Linked DNA regions of Mus musculus: all the other regions are linked to region 1. The links are chromatin contacts, called in public Hi-C and promoter capture Hi-C maps. All regions are on one chromosome and are shown on one strand. The core of a region is the stretch at or near the end of the contact, and the rest is flanking DNA. Distances in the headings are between cores, read along the strand shown. Region 1 holds the start of Pfkp (phosphofructokinase, platelet). Region 2 holds the start of Asb13 (ankyrin repeat and SOCS box-containing 13). Region 3 holds the start of Zmynd11 (zinc finger, MYND domain containing 11). Region 4 holds the start of Tasor2 (transcription activation suppressor family member 2). Region 5 has its middle 7.1 kb from the start of Gm40654.

The links. Promoter capture Hi-C pulls out the DNA fragments that hold promoters and counts their contacts. Hi-C and Micro-C count contacts between places; a contact is called where the count stands out from the background.
Region 2: a contact with region 1 is called in a promoter capture Hi-C map of pre-B cells. The contact joins the promoter of Asb13 here to the promoter of Pfkp in region 1. A contact is called at or near these places in 4 of 39 promoter capture datasets (the 3T3-L1 cell line, the C10 cell line, hippocampal neurons and 1 more), 2 of 484 Hi-C or Micro-C datasets (CD4 T cells and embryonic stem cells) and 1 of 9 other capture datasets (liver).
Region 3: a Hi-C map of B cells shows a contact between it and region 1, with 5 read pairs. The contact joins the promoter of Zmynd11 here to the promoter of Pfkp in region 1. A contact is called at or near these places in 4 of 39 promoter capture datasets (the HPC-7 cell line, cranial neural crest, pre-B cells and 1 more) and 3 of 484 Hi-C or Micro-C datasets (B cells, CD4 T cells and embryonic stem cells).
Region 4: a Hi-C map of CD4 T cells shows a contact between it and region 1, with 4 times the contacts expected there. The contact joins the promoter of Tasor2 here to the promoter of Pfkp in region 1. A contact is called at or near these places in 2 of 484 Hi-C or Micro-C datasets (CD4 T cells and embryonic stem cells).
Region 5: a contact with region 1 is called in a Hi-C map of B cells, with 11 read pairs. The contact joins the enhancer-like site here to the promoter of Pfkp in region 1. A contact is called at or near these places in 1 of 39 promoter capture datasets (pre-B cells) and 5 of 484 Hi-C or Micro-C datasets (B cells, CD4 T cells, CD8 T cells and 2 more).

What each region holds. Positions count from the first base shown.
Region 1 is chr13:6,647,412-6,650,111 of GRCm38.p6, reverse strand. Pfkp (phosphofructokinase, platelet) reads left to right here and starts at 1,341. Exons shown (of 22, transcript NM_019703.4): 1 at 1,341-1,541. The coding sequence starts at 1,433.
Region 2 is chr13:3,632,704-3,635,403 of GRCm38.p6, reverse strand. It overlaps Asb13 (ankyrin repeat and SOCS box-containing 13), which reads right to left and starts at 1,372. Exons shown (of 6, transcript NM_178283.4): 1 at 1,229-1,372. The coding sequence starts at 1,271.
Region 3 is chr13:9,763,940-9,766,639 of GRCm38.p6, reverse strand. It overlaps Zmynd11 (zinc finger, MYND domain containing 11), which reads left to right and starts at 1,319. Exons shown (of 15, transcript NM_001199141.2): 1 at 1,319-1,585.
Region 4 is chr13:3,609,845-3,612,544 of GRCm38.p6, reverse strand. It overlaps Tasor2 (transcription activation suppressor family member 2), which reads left to right and starts at 1,437. Exons shown (of 20, transcript NM_134063.3): 1 at 1,437-1,755.
Region 5 is chr13:3,525,264-3,527,963 of GRCm38.p6, reverse strand. No RefSeq gene overlaps it. Among named protein-coding and RNA genes, the nearest start is that of Gm40654, 7.1 kb to the right of the region's middle. Within about 2 kb of position 1,428, at least 122 of the 459 cell types and tissues checked have an H3K27ac peak or open chromatin away from gene starts, as enhancers often do. A contact at or near this core is called in B cells, CD8 T cells, pre-B cells and 1 more, where this site is marked.

The sequences.
Region 1 (2,700 bases), core at 92-2,591:
GAGAACCTGTTAAAAATATATATATTTCCTGGCTGTTTTCCCAGAAGTTGGAAGGTGGGGGTTGGGAGGGACCTGAAGGCAGCCAACTTCTGTTGATCATGGGAGTTCAGGAATTGCTCAACTGATTCAAGAAGGCAGAGATCAGATCTCATGCATCCTTGTCTACAGTAGATTGGATCTCCCCCCCCCCCCTAAATGTTTGAAGCTTAAAGGGTAAGTTGGAAGATACAAGTCTGTGCGCCTCCATCTTTTTTCTAGGGTTGTCCTAATAGTAGTAAGACTGTATTGTCTTTGCCTAGGTTGTTACTTTGTTTCCTATATTTCTATGTATTCAACACGTATAATTTGCACAGGAAGGAGGCTCAGTGCTGCCACCCCTTCTGTGAGCTATCCAGTTTGCTTGCTTTTGAGGTCTTATTCTTGGGATGACTGCTGAAGGGGTCTGCGTGCTTTTAGAGATTAAGCTCCAGGACAACTCAGGGATCCCCAGGAGGTGCATCTTCAAAATAAACAAAATCAACCACAGATTGGATACTTTTATTTTATTTTATTTTATTTTATTTTATTTTATTGTTGTTTCTAATAGAACCTTCCGGGTTCTGACTAACAAATCAAGAGCAGGGCTTCCATTAGGTGGAGACTGGAATCTACCAAGCCTTTTTTGTTCCGATTTCTTTTGGATTATCCAGAACTCAGGCCTGCTTCCTGAGGGTGTGTCTACGAATGGCTTTCCCCGACATTCTACTTCCAATCCTTTCTCTACAGTCAGTGACACAACTTGATCTACTCACACATCTTTCCTCAATTTCGAAGGAGAAGTGAAACCTGGAGGATCCTATGGATCCTGGACATTGAACAGAAATGCTGAAGCGCCCTACTGTTCTGACTGTCAGGCCAGGAAAGAGCCCTGCCGGAAGTGAGGCGCGTGCCTCTGCTCTACTGCACAGACCTCTGGGCTCCCTCAACCGCCACCCTAACAGCTAGAGCAGGTGGGGTAATGGGCGCCCCACGAGCCTCTGCGCCCACGTGGTGGGCTGACAGGCTCCGCGCCCACTTGTGGGATCATCCCTGCAGCTGCGCTGCCATTCACTTATGCCACTTATGGGTTTCCTACCCGGCTATAATCCCTCCATCCCCCGCTTGAGAAGGCACCCCAACCCGACTCCACCTCTCAGGGACCACAGCGATGCATCCCTAACAGAACGCGTGTCCATACTATCCTGTCCACCCCTGCAGAGTGCTGGAGTCTTTGACACAACAGGCCCCGCCCTTGCGTGAGTCCCGCCCATCGCCACAGCCCATTGGCGCTCGGGCGGGGCGTGGGCGGCTCCTGCGGGTGCAGGCGGGGCAGCGGTTCCAAGGCTGGCGCGCGTGGGCCAGGGCTTCAGTGCTTGCTGAGTACGGGAGTGTCTGGCGTCTCTACCTCCTCATCATGAGTGACTTGGATTCTTCGAGCTCCAGCGCCTATCCGAAGTACCTGGAGCACCTCTCTGGGGATGGCAAAGCTATCGGTGTCCTGACCAGCGGCGGGGATGCCCAAGGTGCGTGCCTACCAGCTCTCTCGCTGGTCTCCAAGGGCCGGGCAGGGGGCGAGGGCGGCTGGAGAGGGCTGCAGAGGAGGGTAATCGGGTTGGGAACAGAGGGAGAGCTGGGGAGAAACGTTGGGTGACCTGGATCTGGGAGAAAGGATGAGGAAAGGGCTTGGTGAAAATTACCTATGAGAGCCGAGGAGAACCGGTGGCTCAGGAGTAGGGAAAACCCTAATCTAGGAACAACTAGGGTGCCTGAGGAGCGACCATAGAGTTCCATTACGTGGTGAGGGGCAGAAGATAAAGGATATTTGTGTAGGATTCTTCATTCCCAAGATGAACCAGTTTTCCATCCCCAAATTTATTAATTGAGCTAGCCAATGGGGTCGTCTACTGTCTGGGTCATATGAGCCAGGCGTTCTTTCCTGGAATTAGGTACAGGGCGACGATAAGGATGCCACAGCACCGCCCCACCCTAATCCCTGGGACTCGTAGGAAAAACAGCGGGGTACCCACAGCGCCTCCATCCCAGTCCTGCCTCCCAAGCGGTGCTAGCAGCCTTCTCTGCTGCTGCATTGCGGGATGCGCAGCTGGGGGGGGGGGGGCGTGCAGGGGTCTCTCAGGGTGTGGCATTGACTGCCAGGCAATGTCTCTTCCTGCTTGTGACAAAAGTGAAAACTAAAATGGGTCACTAGGCCCTCCGGGGCCAGCCTCCCCAGGACGGGAAAGACCAGGAAGCAGGGACTCCGGGACGTCATCAGCCCTCACTTACCAGCTCCGGGCTTCCCTTTTCTCCCAATGACGGGATTGATTTCAGAGCTGAAGGGACTCGATTTCTGTACGCTTGGATTTGATAAACTGAGAATACTTAAAATGTAAGAGCAATGGGGTGACTGTACCGTGCCCCAGCCTCTAATCCTGGGTACACGTGGGGGCGCTGGGGTTCCCAAACAGTGGGCTTTCCGAGTTCATGCTAATTTCTTGATGAGGACACGCGCTAGAAGCAAGACCTACATTTTCATAGAGTATGTGCCCTCCAAGTCTTGAGGTCTGTGCCGGCTGCAGACAGTTCCTGAGCCAGGTTTTGCTTTTGCTTTTCAGTTCTTTCCTCTACCCTGGATGCATCCAAATGCCATGTTATATTTTCCCTCGTTCTAAGCCAGCTCAATCC
Region 2 (2,700 bases), core at 123-2,622, 3.0 Mb after region 1:
GAGCCCTCATGCCAGGCTCTGATGCCAGACTAACCCCTATCTGAACAAAAAAATGTATGCTTAGTAGGCTTCTGTGGTTAGCCATCCACTGCCTAGTCACACGAATCAAATAGTGACCACGCTATCAGGGTCAAAGTCTTGTGCCAGCCAAGGGTGCCAAGAAAAACAGGTGCTTATTAAAGAGGCTTTGATTGTTCTGAAGGAGTTTGTTTTGAAGAAATCAATTAAAAGATCTATCTACCTTGTTATGATTGTAATTACAATCATAATAAATTGCAGCTAAATTAACTCGATTTTCTTTACATTACTTTTTTTTTTTGGTTTTTGAGACAGAGTTTCTCTGGGTAGCCCTGGCTGTCCTGGAACACACTTTGTAGACCAGGCTGTCCTCGAACTCAGAAATCCTCCTGCCTCTGCCTCCCATGTGCTGGGATTAAAGGCGTGCGCCATCATGCCCGGCTTACATTACTTTTTTTTTAACTCACATAAAGGAACATTTTGGCTTTCTTTCTTCTATTTATTTTCAAGCTATTGAAGCACAATGTCATTGTCCTTTCTATTTACCATATTATTATTTTGTAAACAAGAAAAAAAATGTACTTCTCCAAAGAATGCTCCTTTGCCTTCAAATTCATTTTATGGATTAAAACAGCCCAAAGGTACAGAGGACACTTCTTCAGCACCAGGTATGTCCCAGTGTTGGGCCATGACCTCATTCTGGAGCAGACTCCCTGGTTGCAGCTGCTGCAACCTACAGGGTATGTGTAGGATGCTTTAAGCCCCGCAAGCAATTCACTGCACCAAACGTGGTGCAGTGACCGCAGTAGGCTCCGGATGAGGCTGCCAACCAGTGTACACTTTCCAGACTCTGCGGGTGAATTGGGCAACGACCCCGCATGCTCCCCAAAGTGTGCGGTGCTCTGGTAGACTGGCGGTTCTGAATCCCATACCTGGTGCATCACAGAGAAGACCAGCTGCACAGTGCACCGGCTAGAAACAGGGCGACAGACATTAAACGTCGGTCTGAGATGACCAGGATCGTCCGGGCCCTACTCGAATCACTACACCCCACCCCAACGCCTCTGACCACCAACTTGGAACGGCGCGCGATGCCCATCTCTGGGACAAAGGCCACCCATGAGCTTGCTCTGTCCCCAAGTGCTGATCTCCTGGTCCTGACTCCAGCCCCGGTGTGGTGTCCTTGGCGGTTGCGGCGCGAAACACGTACCCACATCTCCCAGGAAGCAGCCGTCCCCGGCGCGCGGCTCCATGCTGCTCGCCCGCTGGGCTCCCCTGTCTACCGGCCTTGTGACTCAGAGCTCTGGGACCTGAGCCGGGACCTAAACCGAGACCTACCCCGGAGCGCAGGCCGCTGGGCGGGGCCTGATTGCTACCATGGCCACCGCTGGGAGTTGTAGTTTCTGTATCCGCCGCGTGCCACCTGAGCGTCCCCACTCCGCTGTCACTGCTGAAGGGTGACATGCAAATCAGAAGAGTGCAAAATATGTGTCCGTGTTGACACCAGTGAATATACGTCCATTAACAACTCCTGTGTTTGGCAGAAAAGCTTAAATCCCGGTGTCCTAGCTAAAAGATACGTTCGTATGCAAAATGTTTAGCTCCTCAAACGCGTGCCCATGTGCAAAAAGTGTTTAGCTGCCAAAACTGGCCTTCTGTGGTTTACACTGATCCCGCTGAGCAAAGTATTCAGTCTCTTCATGCCTGAAACTTTGAAGAAAACGTTTTCACTGAAGATGGTGATCAAAATGCCTAACTTCTTTCTTTCTTTCCTCTCTCTCTCTCTCTCTCTCTCTCTCTCTCTCTCTCTCCCTCCCTTCCTCTCTCCCTCCCTCTCTTTCTTTCTTTCAAAATAAATCTTAACTTTCAAATAGCTGGTATTCATTGAAGAAAACCACGTTTCTTGGTGAATGGTTTTAATCAGGTGTTTCACTAACCAGTTTAGCAGAAGGAGTTGGAGCTCTATGAGCAACCTAGCAGAAAGGAGAAACCAGTCTTCCCAGGGGGTTCCAGGTCAACCAAAAACGTGAGATACTTGGGAGACACTCTCATCTTGACCAGTACAGAGGCTCACGGAGGAAATACAACGTGACTTGAACATGATAACATCAGAATCACTGGAAATAGCACTAGAAGTCATCCTTTGAGGTAAGGATGCTTGGATGGCCGGAAACTTCATCTGCACCTTGGACCACAGGTTTAGGAGACCTTGAATGGTATCTGTTGGGAACCCGAACTTCTGGAATAAACCTTGGAATAAAATTCCAAATCTTTTAGTAAAAGGATCTGTATCTATTTGGCCATTTGTTTATCAAATTTTGGCTCTTGTGGTTTTGTTTTTGTTTGTTTTGTTTTGCAGGGGCATTTGTTTTGGTTTTGCTTTGTTTGATGTATATGTGAGTGTATGTGACTACATGTGTGTTTGCAGGTCAGAGGATACAGTCCGTGTTAGTCCTTGAGGACCTTCTGATTTGTTTGAGACGGGGTCTCCTATTCACCGCTGCACCTGGCAGGCCTGTGGGCTCTCAGAGAGCCGTCCACTTCCTCCTCCCATCACGGTGCAAGACTGCTGGAATTATGAATGACAGCTTACATTGCCCAGTTTTTCTTGAGCTCTGAGAATCCAAGCTCTGGTCCTGTCAGATGGCTCAGCAAGCCCACGACCGAGCCATCTCTCAGGTC
Region 3 (2,700 bases), core at 70-2,569, 3.1 Mb before region 1:
AAACAACTACATTACTTTGGTCTTCCAAACCTCCGTCCAACCTCCAGCCACTGGCCTTCTGACCCACCCTCATATACTCACCCAGTTGACAGACAAATGCAGTTAATAAAGCTGTTGGGCTGGGAAACTATAGCAAAGAAATAGGAAATCTTATAGATAGGCTATCTAAGAGAGTTATATGTAAAAATAGAAGCTATTTCTATTCTGTATAACTGGGGGGAGTCACTTTGTTTTCCTAAACTGTATTTCTCTCTCCCTCTCTCCCTCCCCCCTTCTCTCTCTCTCTCTCTCTCTCTCTCTGTGAGTGTGTGTGTCCCTCCCTCTTTCCCTCCCCCCCACACAGAAAAATTTTCATACTTGAGTAGCTTCTGCAAACTACATAGAAATATAGAAGTAGGCATTCCTCTACAGCTGAAAGAAGACCTTTTTTTAAAAAAGAGGTGATTCACTTAAAGAAGTGATTTCCAGTCCAGCAGTCCAATCCAATACGGCATGATTTCCCCTGGCATCCTTTAGTCCACCCATCTAGTTTAAGGGCGACTTCTGAAATAAACTGGTTCTTTCATTCCATCACACAGGTGGGTCCTGGGGCTTGAACTCAGACTTTCAGGCTTGGTGGTGAGTGGCTTTATTTGCTGAGCAATCTTGCTGTCCAGCCATGCCATATTTTATTATTTAAATGAATTATAAATACTTCATGATCTTAGAAGTGGGGGCGGGGGGAAGCCAGAAACAAACATCAAAAGAGCAAACACTTCTCTCTGCGATGCTGGTATCAGTGGCAGAACTGTTAACAGTTTGAAAGACCGTTTGACTGGTGTACTTCAAAAAGCCAACTCAATGCTACTCTAAGTAAGTTCTAACTTAGAGATCAGCACTGTAAACAGATGGATAATTTGTATAAGAACCCTAGATTTCTAGGGGCGTCGCCAGTGATTTTTCAGGTACATCTATCCAATGAGAATAGGGACAGGCAATCTTAGCTAATGGGTTTCCCCTTTTAAACTCCTAGCAGGCAAAGGTTGTTAGGACAACGTATGACATCTGTATATGCTTTGACTTTTCCCCCAAGACTTTTAAAGCCATATAGCTTAAGGGCTCTCCTCTGATTAGATCTAGAATTGCTCACTAGAAAAGATAACCTACTCCTCACAGCAATTTGTAATGTTCTAACCAGAGTGATAATGGGTGGTCCATTCTTTCTAAACGTCCCACTTGTGCATATTTGAGACGGGGAACTCGGGTGTCTTTGCAACTTTTTTTTTTTTTTTGAGCACAGGATTGGAAAGCGAGGGATACCGTCTTACCCACTCGGGTCAGTAGTACACGGGCGAGTGCTTGTCCAACACGGAGCCATTAGGAGCCAAGCAAAGTGCCGAGCGGGTCCACACCGCAAGCTGCAACGCAGCCCACCGGGCTTGGCCGGATCCTAACAATGCTACCCTCGTGTCTCGGTGCTCGCCTCCAGCGCGCCTGCACGTACGTAGCTCGCACGTGTGTGTTGACATGGAGTTCGTGTGTGGACCCCCTTAGAATATGCTGAAACCGATTTCTCAGCGAGGCGCCGGAGACAGGTCGAGGGAAGGTAGGAGCGGGTGCGGCGGGCTCCCCCGGCCTCGGGGCGGGGAGACAGCGCGGGCCGCGCAAGTCCCGCGCCGGCCGCTAGAGCCCCCCGTGCGCAGCTCGGCCCAGGCCCCGCGCTCGCCCGGCCCGGCCCCGCGCTCGCCCGGCCCGGCCCCGCGCGGGGAAACACTCAAGCGCACACAATGAACTCCGAGGAGGCCGCGAGCCGGGCCGGCCGCCGCGCCCGCACCGTGTGAACCGCCTCTTGGTTGGGGGATGCCAACTTTGCCCCCCAGGCGTCCTCTGCAGCCCCGCAGGCCCCGCGCCGCCGTCGGGCTGAGGAGACGCGGTGAGTGAGCGAGCGAACGAACGAGCGAGCGAGAGCGCGCGGCGGGCCAGGCCTCCAGCCGGCGCGCGACGCCCCGGCCGCCTCGCCCGGTTTCGCCCCGGCGCGCGCCGAGGCATTTTTTTTTTTTTTTTTCTGTGGTGGAAGCCGCCGCCAACATGGCGCCCCTCGAGCCCCGAGCCCTCCGCGCTGAGCCAGCGGGGGGAGCCGGGGAGGAGGGAGGAGATGGCGGGGAGGAGGAGGCGGCGGCCTGCGTCCCCCCCGCCCCCCGCGCCCGTCGCCGGCTGAGGCCCGAGAGGCGCCGGGCGGCGGGAAGGAGGCGGCTCCGGAGGGAGGGCCGGGCGCGGCGGCGGCAGCGGCGGCGGCGACGGAGCGCAGCATAATGGTGGGGAAAGCTCGGCGGCGGCGGGGCGGCTGGGCGGCGGGGAGGGCGGAGGCATCCGCGGCGGCGGCAGCGCGGCCTGAGCTGTGGTGGCTGCCGGGGCCCCGGGCTCCCGGGCGGGCGGGCGGCGGCTGCCGGTGGCGTCAGGCACGGCCCCAGGCCGGTGAGGCCTGAGGGGTGGGCGCGTTTCCTCTGTCCAGCACCTTGTACCTCCGGCTGACGTGAGGAGCAGGCCCGCGGGAAGGCCGCGGAGAGCCGCGCGCGGCCTGCTGGCTCCGGGAAGCCGCGGAGTCTTGTGAGCTCCTCCCGCCCGGTCCCCGCGCCTCCCGCTTGGCCAGGCCCTGGGGCCTTTGCGCGGAGCGTGTAGCGAGCGGGCGGACGGGGAGCGATGAAAGCGAACGCCCCTGAG
Region 4 (2,700 bases), core at 188-2,687, 3.0 Mb after region 1:
TCTTTACCTTGCTGGTGACCATAATTTTTAGTTAATTATTATTTTTTTTAATTTATTTTCTTATTAGGTATTTTCCTTGTTTACATTTTCAATGATATCCCAAAAGTCCCCCATACCCACCCCTATTATTATTTTTTAAAAGATTTATTTATTATATGTAAGTACACTGTAGCTATCTTCAGACACCCCAAAAGAGGGCATCAGATCTCATTACAGATGGTTGTCATCATGTGGTTGCTGGGATTTGAACTTATGACCTTCGGAAGAGCAGTCGTGCTCTTAACCACTGAGCCATCTCTCTAGCCCTTATTATTATTATTATTATTATATGTTTTAAGTACACTGTAGCTGTCTTCAGATGCACCAGAAGAGGACATCAGATCTCATTACAGATGGTTGTGAGCCACCATGTGGTTGCTGGGTTTGAACTCAGGACCTTCAGAAGAACAGTCGGTGCTTTTAACTGCTGAGCCATCTCTCCAATCCCAGTTTTTAATATGGAACTAGCCACAAGTATACTCGCCCACTGAATGACTAAATCTCATCGTAACAAAATTTCAACCGTGGCACAAGGTCCTTGGTACTGCTTAATTTCTCTCAGCGGTTCTTATCTATAGAAAGGATAGACTTGAATTGTTACTTATAGTCACCTCAACACTCATATAAATAATAAATTTCAAGTTCGTCTGGAGAACTCCCACAATGAACTTAAGTTTTGTATGGATTTAACATTCCGCAAAATCAAACAGCAGTGAGATGTGGCACTTGGGTTAGATCAACCAGCATCACCAGAGTCACTGAAGATGACCTTCAGTTTATAGCTAGTTAACTGTCTTTACTCCTGCCAGCTAGGACTATACTCAGGTTTTCGGACGAAGTGTAGCCCTGAGCATTTACACCTTCCTTACACCAAGGGGCTTTTAAAGGCAAAACTACATCCTGGATCGCACTCAGGAGCTGCAGGAGGAGGTGTAGACCAGCAAGCAGTTTGACAGAAAGTAAGTTAGCTGTGACATCTTCGCTTCCAGTCAAGAACATCTGGGTAATTTTTCATCAAGAAAATCATTTTTAGTTAAACCTAAAATGGCCTCAGCAAGGAGACAAGATGGAAGCGTCTCTGTACTATCTTGCCCTGTCCCATTACAGCACCTGGTACAGAAAAAGCCAGAAAAGCGGCCATGAGTAACCCACAATACACTAGAAGAGGTTCCGACTGAGGAGCCTCATTTCCTGTGCACGCCTTCTAGATCCCGCCGCCTACATCTCGCGAGAAGCCAAGGAAGGCTGGGTCGTCCAATCCGGAGCTAGCTTTGCCCTCCCCCCCCTGCGCCTGCGCCTACTGGAAAAGCAGGAGCAACGTGGATGCTGGCGGCGGTCGCGCCTGCGCGTCGCTGTGCTCCTTGTGATTGGCCTTGGCGAGGCGAGCACGGCGCTTTAGTTTTCACTTTCTGTCTTCGGAGCCTGCTCTCTTTCTCCGTGCGCACGAGGTTTCACTTCCGGTCGCTGGTTCCCCGGGGGCTGGAGAGCGGACGCCTTCCCCGCGCCTGGCTTGTTTCGGAAGCGGCTTCTCGCTTGTGAGGCTGAGTGAGGGGACCGGGGCTAGCGCGCGCCCGGGACACCCGGGCTCGTGAGGCGAGGTCGGGAGACGCGGCGGAGCGAGGGGTCAGGAGGAGAAAGGGACGGGCTGGAAAAGCATGAGGAGGACACCGAGTGGTGAGCTCGTCTCTTCAGGGAAGGCGGCCGCGCCGGCGACAGGTAACGCTCCTTCCCTCAGGTGTTGGGGCGTCCGGGGCGAGGACCCCCGTGGGGAAGCAAGAGCGTGGCTGGCTCGCGGGGCGCGTACTGGTGGGCGGGCAGGGCGGCGCGGGGGGCCACTGGGCAGACGCCTCGGTCGCCCGGGATGCGGGACCCTCCCAACCCCCGCTCCTCCGCTCAGCTCCGCCTTGCAGAAGCTAAGGTTAGACGGGGTTTCCACCGAGCCCGTGGCGGTCGTCCGGATGGGTGTCTGCGTTCCGAGGCGGAAAGCCCGGCGCGGTTTGTTTTGTGACACCGGTCACAGAGCAGCTCCATCCCCCCAAGGGATGGATGGGATCCTTCTGCACTGAAGTTTTCCCTTGCCTGGGGTTGGCCTAGCTCATCCCCCTGAGGGGTTTTGGGGAAACCCTCAGGTCGGAGTTCGGGGTTCTGTAGAATCTATGGCAACGCACGGCATGGTTTAACTTCTTTATTACGTATAAGTGGGCCTGCCCATATGGAAGACAGCAGCCGACGGCTGCAGCAGCGGTGAAGGGATCTGCCAGTACGCTGGCCCCGAGGTTGGTTAGAGGGGAGCACCAACCGGCACTTGGTAGGAAACCGTGGCTTAACTTTCAAAACTGGAGCTATTTCGGAAGATCTCGAGTCTCCCTTAATCTCCGTTTACCAGTTTGACGCGCCTCTTGTTAAGCTCCTCCCCCCTGTATTCTTTCTGAAGGGAAACTTAGAACTGGGAAGCGAATGAAAGTCTTTCCTAAATCTCTATAATAAACAACCTGAGGACTCAACAGTGTTTCCCCTTAGAAGAGCAAAAGGAAGGCGGGGTGAATATGTCATAGTATAGAATCTGAGATTGTTGGAAATCCTACCGAAGAGGTTTAGGACAAAGCACATATACCTGATAGTGTAAGCGAATACCTCCCGTATTGGGAAATTGTTTGGTAA
Region 5 (2,700 bases), core at 179-2,678, 3.1 Mb after region 1:
CCAGGCACGGTGACACATGCTTGTTATCCCAGCACTAAGGAGGCCCACCTCCAGGACCCTAGGCTTGGCCAGTATAGCATTCTTGGAAAGCTCCAGGTGGGTGAGAGACCCTTTCTCATACAAGGTGAATGCACATATATACACATAAATATGTTTAAATAAATAAATAAAGCTACATATAACCTTAAGTTGATAAGACATGTTGAAGGCCAAATAAATTATTATAAGAAAAAAATTAAGTGCAAAATTATGGGATATTAAACCTAATTATCTAATAGAGAACATCACTGACTTTTTTTTTTTTTTCTAAAACAGCTGTTGTCTTAAGAAGGTACACTGAACAGCTTTTGGGATAGCCACCCTCTAGTTGTACAGGACCTACATGAAGACTAGGTGGCACATCTGCTGTATATGTGCAGAGAGGCCTAGGTAGGTCCAGCCTGTGTATGCTCTTTGGTTGGTGGTTCAGTCTCTGAAAGCCTAGCTGGGCTGCCTTGACCTCAGTGGGAGAGGATGAGCCTAGTCTCACAAAGACTTGATGTGTCAGAGTGGGGAGATAACTGGGGGTGGGGGGAAGTGTTCAGGAGAGAAGGGGAGGGGTGACTGGGAGGTGTGGAATGAGTGGGATGTAGAGTGGAACATTAATTAATTAATTAAAATAAAATAAAATAAAAAACAAAAAAGGTGCCATCAAGCCAAGCAGTGGTGGCACACACCTTTAATTCCAGCATTCATGAGGCAGAGGCAGGGGATCTCTGGGAGTTTGAGGCCAACCTACCTGATCAACAGAGTGAGTTCCAGGATGGCCAGGGCTAAATAGACGCTATCTCAAAAAAGAAAAAAAAAAAAAGAAAGAAAGAAAAGAGACGGAAAAGGAAAAAGAAAAAAGAAAAGAAAGAAAAAAAGAAAAGAAAGAAAAAAGAAAAGAAAGAAAAAAGAAAAAATTTACCAATTACCGGGTTTTAAGGCATCAGAGTCATGACACATACTTTTGAACTGACATGAGAAGGCCATTTTTAAGTGAACAGTAGTAATTAGTTTGCCACCACCCTTTGAATATTAAAGAGGCTTTTATGTGTATAGCTGAATTATACCATGTTGCTTTGACTGAACAGTATTTCATCAAAGGGACAGTCATCAAGAAACATAAAGGCCTTGGGACACAAACACTGACATTAAGGCCAGCAAGGGCCCTTTGCGCGGAAGTTTCACATTGTTCTCAGTATGGGCCCAGTAGCCCCGCAGAAAAGAAGCAAAATCAAACACCTAAACTGAACAAACCTTTCCAGACTGAGCCTGACCACAAACAACTCCGCCCATTTTCAGTTCTTACATTCCTACCTAAGCCCGTCAATAAACAACTAGGTAAGCAACAAAAGCTATCCATGGCGAAGCAACTTTAAAGCCACTGATTGGTTCAGTGGTTTGCAAGGCTACAGATGTTCTTAGTTCCTGCTGCTGTGAAACCAGACAAAGGGGAAGTAGGTAGGCGGTAAATACATCAATCCTACGCATGTTTTGAGTCTTGACAGGCGGCAGCAAATCGGAGTCTTCCTCATAGCTGAGCACTTGAGAGGAACTGTTGGCTGATCTGTTTTTACTAGCCATTCTCACCTTACAAAGGAAGAAACTGAATTTAAGGAAAGAACATGAGTGAGCGCTAGTCCAGGTCAGCCTCCCCACTCCCGGGCCACTGTAAAAGTTTCTATTGGGCTTTCCCAACAGTCTTCCCTCTATATTCTAAATCCATTGTCTTCCAAAAAATGAGTCTGATCATTTCCATACATCTGCATATATTTTATATTGGGGGGAAAAAAAGACAAGGCCCATAATACACAGGGCATTGCTTCTTCTAACCTCGGCAGGCTCATCAATCTGTCTTGTACTGTCTTTGCTTCTTGATGAGTACAGTCCAAACACATTAGTTTTTCAGGGCCTAGAATCTTGCTTTTAACCACCTAAGACATTTGTACTCCTTTGGGTTCTGTAATTACCAACTTCCACTTCCTCACTGAGCATTTTCACACAGCTAGCTCTTCCTACTTCTCCTCAAGCAACATTCTGTCAGTGTTCTGCCCATTTGCTTTCCATTACTTTATTAAACAGTAAATGATTTTTTTTCTCACTTGTTCTCCGCCTGCCAACTAGAATGTCAGAGTCCACGGAGGCAGGGATATCAGTCTGGTCTACAGTTAGGCTTCCAACACTCTGAAAAGTGCTGAGTACATGGGAGGTGAATCAACGGGAGACTTGGGCAAACAGCCAGGATCAGATAGGATTAAATTCGATGGGAAAGGGGGTGGGGGTATAGTTCAATGGTAAAGTGCTTACCTGTCATTCACTGTGCCCTGCATTCAGTTCAATTGCTAGTACTGAAGAAACGAAGGAAGGGAGGGAGGGAGGAAAGAAGGACAAAAGAAAGGGAAAAGGGAAGAAACAGATGGAGGCCAGGCATGGTGGTAACCACCTCTAATGCCAGCCTTCAGGAGGCAAAGGACAATGGATCTCTCTCCTTTGGAGGTCAGCCAAGACTATCTATAGTGAGATTCTGTCTTAGAAACAAAAGAAAAGACAAGGATCTAGTACCAGCTCTTCTGGAGGTTTTGAAAAGTGGGGTTTGGTTTTTTGTTTTGTTTCCTAAACAAGGATTCTAAAATTACCATTTCACACGATCATGGAGATAGGGATTTATAAAGTACA